2 separate regions of the Mus musculus genome follow, and region 2 is linked to region 1. The links are chromatin contacts, called in public promoter capture Hi-C maps. All regions are on one chromosome and are shown on one strand. Each heading gives the region's core, a stretch centred on a gene start, on an enhancer-like site or on the middle of the called end of the contact. The rest is flanking DNA. Distances are from core to core; before and after follow the strand shown. Region 1 holds the start of Tcf24 (transcription factor 24). Region 2 holds the start of Ppp1r42 (protein phosphatase 1, regulatory subunit 42).

Evidence for each region. Promoter capture Hi-C pulls out the DNA fragments that hold promoters and counts their contacts.
Region 2: a promoter capture Hi-C map of macrophages shows a contact between it and region 1, with 8 read pairs. The contact joins the promoter of Ppp1r42 here to the promoter of Tcf24 in region 1. A contact is called at or near these places in 8 of 39 promoter capture datasets (the 3T3-L1 cell line, 3T3-L1-derived adipocytes, the C10 cell line and 4 more), 14 of 484 Hi-C or Micro-C datasets (the AML12 cell line, the C10 cell line, CD4 T cells and 8 more), 2 of 115 datasets of contacts at active chromatin or transcription factors (bone marrow-derived macrophages and embryonic stem cells) and 4 of 9 other capture datasets (adipose tissue, embryonic stem cells, liver and 1 more).

The regions. Positions count from the first base shown.
Region 1 is chr1:9,965,544-9,970,201 of GRCm38.p6, reverse strand. It overlaps Tcf24 (transcription factor 24), which reads left to right and starts at 2,392. Exons shown (of 3, transcript NM_001285425.2): 1 at 2,392-2,478; 2 at 2,685-3,103. The coding sequence starts at 2,717. Ppp1r42 (protein phosphatase 1, regulatory subunit 42) reads left to right here. Exons shown (of 9, transcript NM_145692.2): 9 at 1,271-1,580. The coding sequence ends at 1,382.
Region 2 is chr1:10,007,448-10,011,964 of GRCm38.p6, reverse strand. Ppp1r42 (protein phosphatase 1, regulatory subunit 42) reads left to right here and starts at 2,829. Exons shown (of 9, transcript NM_145692.2): 1 at 2,829-2,893. It overlaps LOC115487608 (a small nuclear RNA gene), which reads left to right and starts at 2,048; the gene lies at 2,048-2,151.

The DNA of each region.
Region 1 (4,658 bases), core at 1,143-3,642:
CTGGCCTGGAACTCACAGAGATCTGCCTGCCTCTGCCTCCTGAGAGCTGGTACTAAAGACATGTGCCACCATACCAGGCTAAAAGCTGTTCCTTAATTTAAACAACAAATAGTTGAAACCAATTTATTGTTAAATGTATACAAAATATATGTATATTATAAAATGTTTAAGCATTTTATTCTATGCTATGTAATATTTGCTTTCTACCTTTAATCGTAAAGACAATCTTAACATAACTCAAATAAATTTAAATATATTTAAAAGACTTAAGAATAACTTAATAATTCTTAGAGCCTGGCGTGGTGGCGCACACCTTTAATCCCAGCTTTCGGGAGGCAGAGGCAGGCAGATTTTTGAGTTCGAGGCCAGCCTGGTCTACAAAGTGAGTTCCAGGACAGCCAGGGCTACACAGAGAAACCCTGTCTCAAAAAACCAAAACCAAAACAACAACAACAACAACAAAACCCCAAAGACTCGGTAGTATGGCAAAGATTAAACATTAGTGACAACCTACTTGGCTTGATCTCGGCCTTAGCCTTTTACTAGGTATTCAACACTGGACAAGTGGCCCAATCCCGGAATCCCATCCTCAGCTTTTGTAAAGGCAAACTGAGAATTAACCTGTAAAGCGCTCAGCACATGAAAAGTGCTGTGTGCTGCCTGCTACTTATGAAATAGTTGATATGAAATAGTGGAGTTTTAGAATTACCTGTAGTTAAAGTGACTGAAATTTATTATTATATCCAAAGTACACTGTAGCTGTCTTCAGACACACCAGGAGAGGAAGTCAGATCTCATTTCAGATGGTTGTGAGCCACCATGTGGTTGCTGGGATTTGAACTCAGGACCTTCAGAAGAGCAGTCAATGCTCTTAACCACTAAGCCATCTCTCCAGCTGAAATTTAACTATCAAAGTCTCTCACAGGAATTTGGACTTAGAATCAGCCTGCATAGAATAGCAAAGATAGGACAAAACAGGAGAGGCTCAGTGGTCTGTTCTGTGAACCTCAGTCTTCTCACACACTGTTGGGCAACACCTGCTCTGCTGCCAGCCGGTGCTGTCCAGGAGAGCAACAGGCTAACTAGAAAGATGTGTCCAGGCGTCTCTGCACAGCCACAGCCCACCTAACCTCCCTCTGTCTGTGTGCCTCTCAAAGCAGGGAAGCCTGGATAGTTATGAACCTTTTCTACCAACAGTGTGTCCTGGGTACTTTATCACCTTTTTCTGCATGTCAATTAAATGCTGGTGTGTTTTTGTTTGTAAATACAGGAATCTGTCCTTGAAGGAATCTGAAAGCTCGCTAACAAAAAACGATATCCATGAACCTCACCTTCTCCAAAATCCAAAAGTAAAGGAAAATTTGTCTGAGAAAAAGGAGTAAATTCAGCCTCGAGTGATTTGATTTCTTCATAGAACTAGGCAACAGCATGTTTTGAGGGTTTGTGGACTTCACTTATCTCGGTGTGTAAGTTGTTTGATTTGTTTCTTTATAGAATCTGAGACTTTGCTTTATGTGCGTGAATTCTGGGATCTATTTACTTTATTAGCTATTAAATAAAATTTGCCAGGAAATAAAATGTGGTTTCGTATTATGTGGTTTCTTATTCAACACAAGTCCTTTTGAATCAAGGAAATCTGAGTGTGCGTTCTAAAGCCTAAAGCCCATTACAGTCTTAGAATCACCGTGATTCACTGACAAGTCCACGTTTCGGTCCATCGTGGTATAAAAAGTCCTGCGTTGCTATCTTACTGTTTGGTATTCCCGACGTGGAAAGTTAGAAATCTGCAGCGAAATGTTCGCGAATCTATAAACTAGCCTTGCCCTCAGTGACATTTCATATCTGATACTCAGAACCTGCAAAGAGGAAACCGCGCTGATTCCTATCCCGGTTCAGAGAATCTGGCTGGGCTGCGGCGAGAACCGCGTCCGCCACGGGCTGCAGCACTGAGTCCCGCCGGCGCCGGGGTCAGCCTGAGCCTGTGGGCGAGCGGGTGCCGAGGCCGGAAGGCGGCCGTGGCGGTGGCGGGTCTCTAGGTCACGGTGTACTGAGGAAAGGCTTCTACTGCAAGAATCTTCACCTTGTAGAATTAAAGGCGGACGGGGACGCACACGCGACGGCTCTGCTCCTGAAGTCCCGCTGTACTAAACCCCCGGGTCCCGTCCCAGCTGGACCACCGTAAACTACTCTCAACCTTCCGGCCAGAGGGGGCGGGGCCAGGCGTCCGCCCCACCCCCGAGCGGTTTGATTGATGAGTCTATCCGCCGAGGGGGCGGCTCCGGGACGCCGCTGCCCCTAACCCAAGGGCTCGGGTGGGAGACCCTCTCGGCCCGACGTGGCTTTGCTGGCTTCGGACGCCCACATAAAAGGCGGCGCAGAGCCTGGACAAGGATGGAGTGACCCACCCGCTCGACGCCCTTGGCCGCCTAGCCCTGCTCAGCCGAACCCCGCACGGCCGCTGCGGTGGGGGGAGGAAAGGTGAGGTGACGCCAAGTCCGAGGTGAGGCCGAGTCCTGCAGCCCCGTTTCCCCGGGCGGGCGGGCGGGCGGGCGGGCGGGCGGGGTGTGTCAGCGGGGACCGGAGCCTGAGCCCTGGGCGCCTTCAGGAGCAGCTCAGCACCTGGGGACTCGAGGGCGAGGGCGAGGCCGCGAGGCCGGGGCTCACGGCCGCCCGCTCCTTTGCAGTGCACGCCGGGGAAATCGGAGCCGGAGTCGCCATGGAGCGCGGCCGTCCCGCTAGCAGCCCACGCAGCGCGGAGTCCGCCGCGCCGCCCGCCGCCGCCCGCGACTGGAGCCCAGGACCGACCGGGACCGGGCCAACAGGCCTCAGCGGGGTCGCGGCGCGCTCCGGGGGTGGCCGTCCAGCCGCCGCGAACGCCGCGCGGGAGCGCAGCCGAGTGCAAACCCTGCGACACGCCTTCCTGGAGCTGCAGCGCACGCTGCCGTCGGTGCCGCCAGACACCAAGCTGTCCAAGCTGGACGTGCTGCTGCTGGCCACCACCTACATCGCCCACCTCACCCGCAGCCTGCAGGACGACACCGACGCGCCCGGAGACCCCGGTCTGGGCGCCTTGCGAGGCGACGGCTATCTGCACCCAGTTAAGGTAGGCGACTCTTCTGGGCTAGGAGCCCTCGAGCCACACTGTCACCGCCTGAGCAGATCCCACGGATCTGGCATTCCTCCCAGCCACCTGGGCGATGGTGACAAGGTCCCCACTGCAAGAGGCTGCTTCTTAACAGTTTGCAATCTAGAGGCTGGAGCGTTTAATTCTACCTGGACTCGCACACAAATTTCTCAAGCTTGGTAAAGATTTTCGGTCTTTCAGGGTGAAAAATAGGTCGGCTGTTGTACCTTCTGACTACCTGGTAACAACTAAGTTACATTCATGCCTTCGAGTGTCAAGTGTCTTTAACTTAAATAGTTGCATTCCTACTGTCTTTTTCTTGAGCTAATCCAAAAGCTTCATGAATTAAACGGAATCATGGAACTAATTCTTGGCCCCTAAAGTAATTATTAAAAAAAAAAAAAACCTGCCAAAATCATTAAAAACAAATGAGAGCATTCAGCATCCCCATAGAGTAAAATTTCAATCACAGTTAAATCTAGTGGAATATACAGCCACCAAGAATGTTAGAAGAAAACCCATGTTTCCATTAACTGTCATATTAGATTGCCTGTATGTTGAGTGAATTGGTCTGTATTCAGATTAGCCAAGAGAAACCATTTTGCATGATTTCTTTACGTATATGTGAAGTGGTCATGAGTGGGACTTGCATTTTCACCGTGGTGCAGTGGTCTCTGCATCATCATCTTCTAGATTTCTTTTGAAACCTTCAATTGATCTTTCTCTTCAGAATGGAGAATCTCTCTGTTGTCTAGATTTAAGTGTTCAGATTTGTGTCACTCTGTTCTGAAGTATTTGAACACAAATTCACACAATTAGAACTTAATCTTAAGTATCTAAGTGTTGAATAGATTATGAGTTAACAAAAATGAGGAGCTACATTTTGTTGAAATGTAATAAAACACATCTAATTTTATTTGTGTTTAAAATTATAGAATGCATTTTAACAAAACTTACTTTGAAAATACTATTAACATGGTGGTAGACTTAAACAGCTTAAATGTTAAGTGTGAAAACCTGAAATATTATTTATAATAATAATAGAACTCATTCCATCCCCGAGTTTTATAGCTGAAAACTCACTCATTATAATTAAGAGTTTTGTATTACAGTGAGCATTAAATTAATGGGATCCAGCTATCTCACTAATAGTTATCTCTGACTTGATGTTTGCCATATATCCCAAGAATGTCTATTTGAACATTAAGATTTCAATATCATAAGTAGAAGCTAAATGTCTCCCTCATAGTTGATAAAATTTAGAAGGAGATCAAGTCTTTCACCTCAGTGTCAAACAAGGCTTTCTTGATTGCAAAATGCTAGAGACATCGGGGTTAGAAAGAAACAGGCAGAGCAAACTAGCACTGCACTTGACTCGCATGGCAAATGTTCTTATCCTTAGAACTGTTTTAAGGAAAATAATCTGATTTTCTGTCTGATTCTAAAAGACAGTGCCCATAATATCTAAATTTCTAAACCTAGAGATAATTATAGAAGGGCAACGATTATCTCATAAAAGATGAAATTGACAATA
Region 2 (4,517 bases), core at 1,580-4,079, 41 kb before region 1:
TTCAAAAATTATTCTCAAGACTCATTTCTTTTTGCAAATACAAATTTCCCCAACATCTGCCCAGTCTCAATCTCAGAGTATTTTTTATTTGACTTATACATGTAATACTATAGACAAGAATTTCTTGAAGCCTGCCAAATTTCTGCCTCAGTGGAAAATACATAGCTGATTGTTTCACAGTGTGCCACTAGGCAGGGGTTATATGTCACATCTTTACGAGAGAATATATTCTCTTAAGCTAACTAATTGCATTTTAAAATTAATTAGTAGATTTGGAGAGATGACCTGGTTAAGTGCCTGTGGGCAAACATGAGGTCTTGGGTTTAGATCTTCAACGCCCACGTGAAAAGCAGCGTGTTGCAGTACACATCCCTAACACCTCAGACAAGCAGATCCCTGCTTACCAACAGCCAGCCTAGCCCAAGGGGTGAGCTTCAAATTCAGTGGGAGAATTTGTCTCAAAAATTAAGATGTAGAGGGCTACAGAAGTGGCTAGCAGTTAAGAGTACTTCTTGCTCTTCTAGAAGACCTGAGTTCCAATCCTTACACGGGGCTGTTCGGAGCTGCTCAAGAAGATCAGATGCCCTCTTCTGGCTTCTTCAAGCACACACACACACACACACACACACACAAATACACACACATCCATACGCACATGAACATAAACATACATAAACACCCCCTACACACTCATATTTGTTAGTAACTCAACCATGTTAAACACAAATAATCATGATTTTCAACCACATGAAGATCCAAAATGAAGTTTCAAAATGTAATTTTACCATTTTTATAAATCTTGCTACTAAAAATAGAAGGAAAACCTCTATTTTAGTAACATATATAGTCATAATCATGCCACCAAAAAATGACATTTAAATATGTCCATGTCTAGATGTACATATCATATTGCATACTTAAAGGTATATATACCACGTAAGGTGGCCTGGACAGCCCCAAATATTCAAAAGTCAAAGGTGGAAGGGTTATGTGAGCTGATAAACCTGAACCAGTAAAGTTGAGCCCAGTCTGAGGTGCATAGTGAGAAACTTATCTCAAATATAAAAAATAAATGTGTACATAGCTTTCCCACAAATGAGAGCACATTTCATTTCATGATATATGAAAATTTTCTAAAACCAAGACTTCTAGAGCAAGTGAGTCTCGTTGACTTTCTAAACCTAGGCCTTACTAAACTTGGAGGCCTTACTAAGCAAGGCCTTTAACAGTTTTAGCTGCAGACTAAGTGCTATACAGAGAATTAAGTCAGCCCTCGACACCTTGTTAAAGTTGTTGCCTCCAATGGAATGATCCATTAAACTCATAGGACAGGCATCTGGTTTGTTTTAATGTATTGTTTTAATTATTCTCTCACTTCCTGTCCTTCTACAGCTTTTTCTCCTGGGAGGCAACCCTTGTACATGAGCCATTCTCCAGTGTAACTGAATTCCCGGCCTGAATCATTATCTTTCCTTTTGTGGCTGATGAATCTATACCTGGCTTCTCTTAGCATTTCTCTTTCCTTCTTCCCTCACCACAACTGGTTTCAACAATGAGTTGGGGGTTTGTTTTGTTTTGTTTTTAAATGGATTTTCAAGTTGAGGTTCAGCCCTGGCTGTTTATAGACTCACAAAGATCCACCTGCCTCTGCCTCCATAGCGCTGAGATTAAAGGTATGCACTATATCCCGAGAGTCCTTTTCACTGTGAATGATGGTTTCTTGTACTAAGTGTTGTCCTTCTTATCTTTCATTCCTGTTATTTATTTTACAAACATTTGTCAAGCAAGTACTGGTATACACCGCATTAGGTATACACAGCATTTGCCTACCCACTGACAATGGTGAGAGAAAAGAATGCTGTCCTCAGTTCTTTTCTTTCTTTCGCTCTTTCTTTCTTTTTCTTTTACAAAGGCAGATCCTTGTTATGCTAAAGAACTTCATATTAGTTGTTGAGGAAAACAGAAACTAACAAAATGCAACAGTAAGGCTTTCTGAAAGTTTACCCTGATCTAAGCTGAGATAAAGAGGGAATAAAACGTAAGAGGGGTGATCACTTCGGCAGCATATGTACTAAAAGTGGAACAATACAGAGATTTGCACGGCCTCTGCACAAATATGACACACAAATTTGTGAAACATTCCATATTTTTGTGACTGGGAGCGTGCGGGGCAGGTGGTGGTGGCGGCGGCGGTGATGGTGAGTGGGATGAATAAACTAAAAACAAACAAACAAACAAAAAACAGATGGCAGTGGCTCGTGCCTTTCATCCTAACAGAGGTAGTGGATTGATGTCAGAGTTCGAGGTCAGCCCAAGTTCCAGGACAGACAGAGCTACACAGAAAAACCCTGTCTCAAAAGACAACAAAAACAAAAACAAAACAAAAGAGGAAAGAAAACGTGCTATTGATACCCCAAAAGCTGGAGAATGGAACAGAGCATATCGGAACCCGAGAATCCTGAATAAGACAGGAAGCGGCAAGCTGCGAGGAGTGCCGTGACTATCAACCCAAGTTTGGGTTTTATCCTAGCAATGAATGTGGAGTTCTGGCTGTACCTACAGGCTATTCCTTTGGGTCTATACAGGGGCAGGTGTGGTTACCGGACACTAAAATAATCAAAGGTGATGGAGAGGGAAACGATAGCCTGCAAATCTTATTCTGCCCAAACTAACTGGTCTTTTTCGGGACCACCAGTGCACAACACCAACTCTCTGGCGTCCCTGTCACAAAGAGCCAGACTCAAGGCGGGCCCTGCGGGCTTCCCTGACGTCACGAGACTTAATCTGCCTGGGCGTTTGGAGCATTTGGTCGCCTGGCAACCGCCGCTGGCTTTGGAGGAGCCTGGCACAAGGACACTGACCAAACCAGTTACAGACCCGACTGGACAGAGCGGTGAGAAGCCCCCCGAAAAGCCTAGCCAGGAATGTTCGTGCACGCAGACTCTTAATACCGGTTAAAGTGCAGGTCCCTGAGCCCTGTCCCTAAACAGCTAGAATAGCAGACACACTTTAGAAGACTAGTTCGGACCAGCAGGCAAGGCTGGAAGCTCTCTAGAAGCCGGAGGGTGGAGGGGGCGAGGGAGCGGGGCCCAGGCTTTGAAAAGTCTGGAGGGCTGAAGCCCCACTTAGAGAATCTGGAAGCCACTGAGCTAAGGCCTAAGAAGAAATGTAGGTAGAAACCAAACTCTGAAACTGTCTGTCCTACCCAGTCTGCAAGGAGCCTAGAGGTGATAATCAGCAGAGGACCCATTCCCAGAGCCTTTCCCTCTGGTTTCTGGGAAGATGAGTCCCAGCAGTTGTATCCAATAGGAGATATTATGGAAAATGACTTCTCTTCTGAGAAAATCAAGGACACTCCTACAAGTGTTGACCTTATTGCTTTTATTATAATGTTCTAAAATGTACACAAGTTCAACTAAGTGCAGTTTAAGCCCTCTGGGGCTTATTATTTCTCTAAAACAATGAAACTACACTACAGTAAAGTTAGAGTTGGTGCTTTCTTGATGAAAAGAATGGTGGTGTTTTGACAAAACAATTTTCATGAACTCCCAAGCAGTTTATTATTTAATATTTTATGTTGTGGGTTATGGTGAGTCTCTCCCTTTCCACATTCAAACCCCTGGGTATTTTTCCTATAGCTTACTGATTACATTCCTTGGCCTTCTCTTGATTTAAAAATATTTTCAGCTTGTCTCTTCTTTTCCAAAAAGTCTCATGTAGCCCAAAATACCCTAATACTCACTTGTAGCCAAAGCTGCCCTTGAACTTCCTTCTTCTACCTCCTAAATTCTGGGGTTATATGAGTGCCACCAGCTCAGCTGCCTCCTTTCTTTACAGAGGCACCAGTTTTTATACAGAATTCATCTGTGGTGAAATAATTAAAAATATACTACTCTCTTGCCGGGCGGTGGTGGCGCACGCCTTTAATCCCAGCACTCGGGAGGCAGAGGCAGGCGGATTTCTGAGTTCGAGGTCAGCCTGGTCTACAAAATGAGTTCCAGGACAGCCAGGGCTATACAAAGAAACCCTGTCTCAAAACAACAACAAAAAAACCACTCTCAAATATGCTGCTCTGGCACATTGACTATTTTAAGTTAAAGACACTTGAAATCACAGCAGGTTGCCTGCCCACTGTTCTGCCTACCTGCCTGTCTGCTGACTGCTTCCCTTGTTAAAAGCCCTTTCCTATTCAAGGAAAACAAAAAACGTTTTCACTGTTAAAAACAAATGAAACAAGAAAATAGCAAAGACAAGTCCAGGGCTGGGAAAAGATCAATGACAATCAATGACAGAATTTATTATCTAATAGGAATATGCATAAGTTCTAAAACTTAAGTATCAAATCACAACCCAGTAGGAATAATGAATAAAATATGGAAAGAGCAATTAGCACATAAAAGGAAGTCTGAAAGGCTGACAAGGGAATGCTTCACTTTCTGCAGGGTGTCAAGAGTGGTACATTAAAACCCAACTTAAAAATATTGGGCTGGAGAAGAGCACTGCCTGCTCAACCCCAG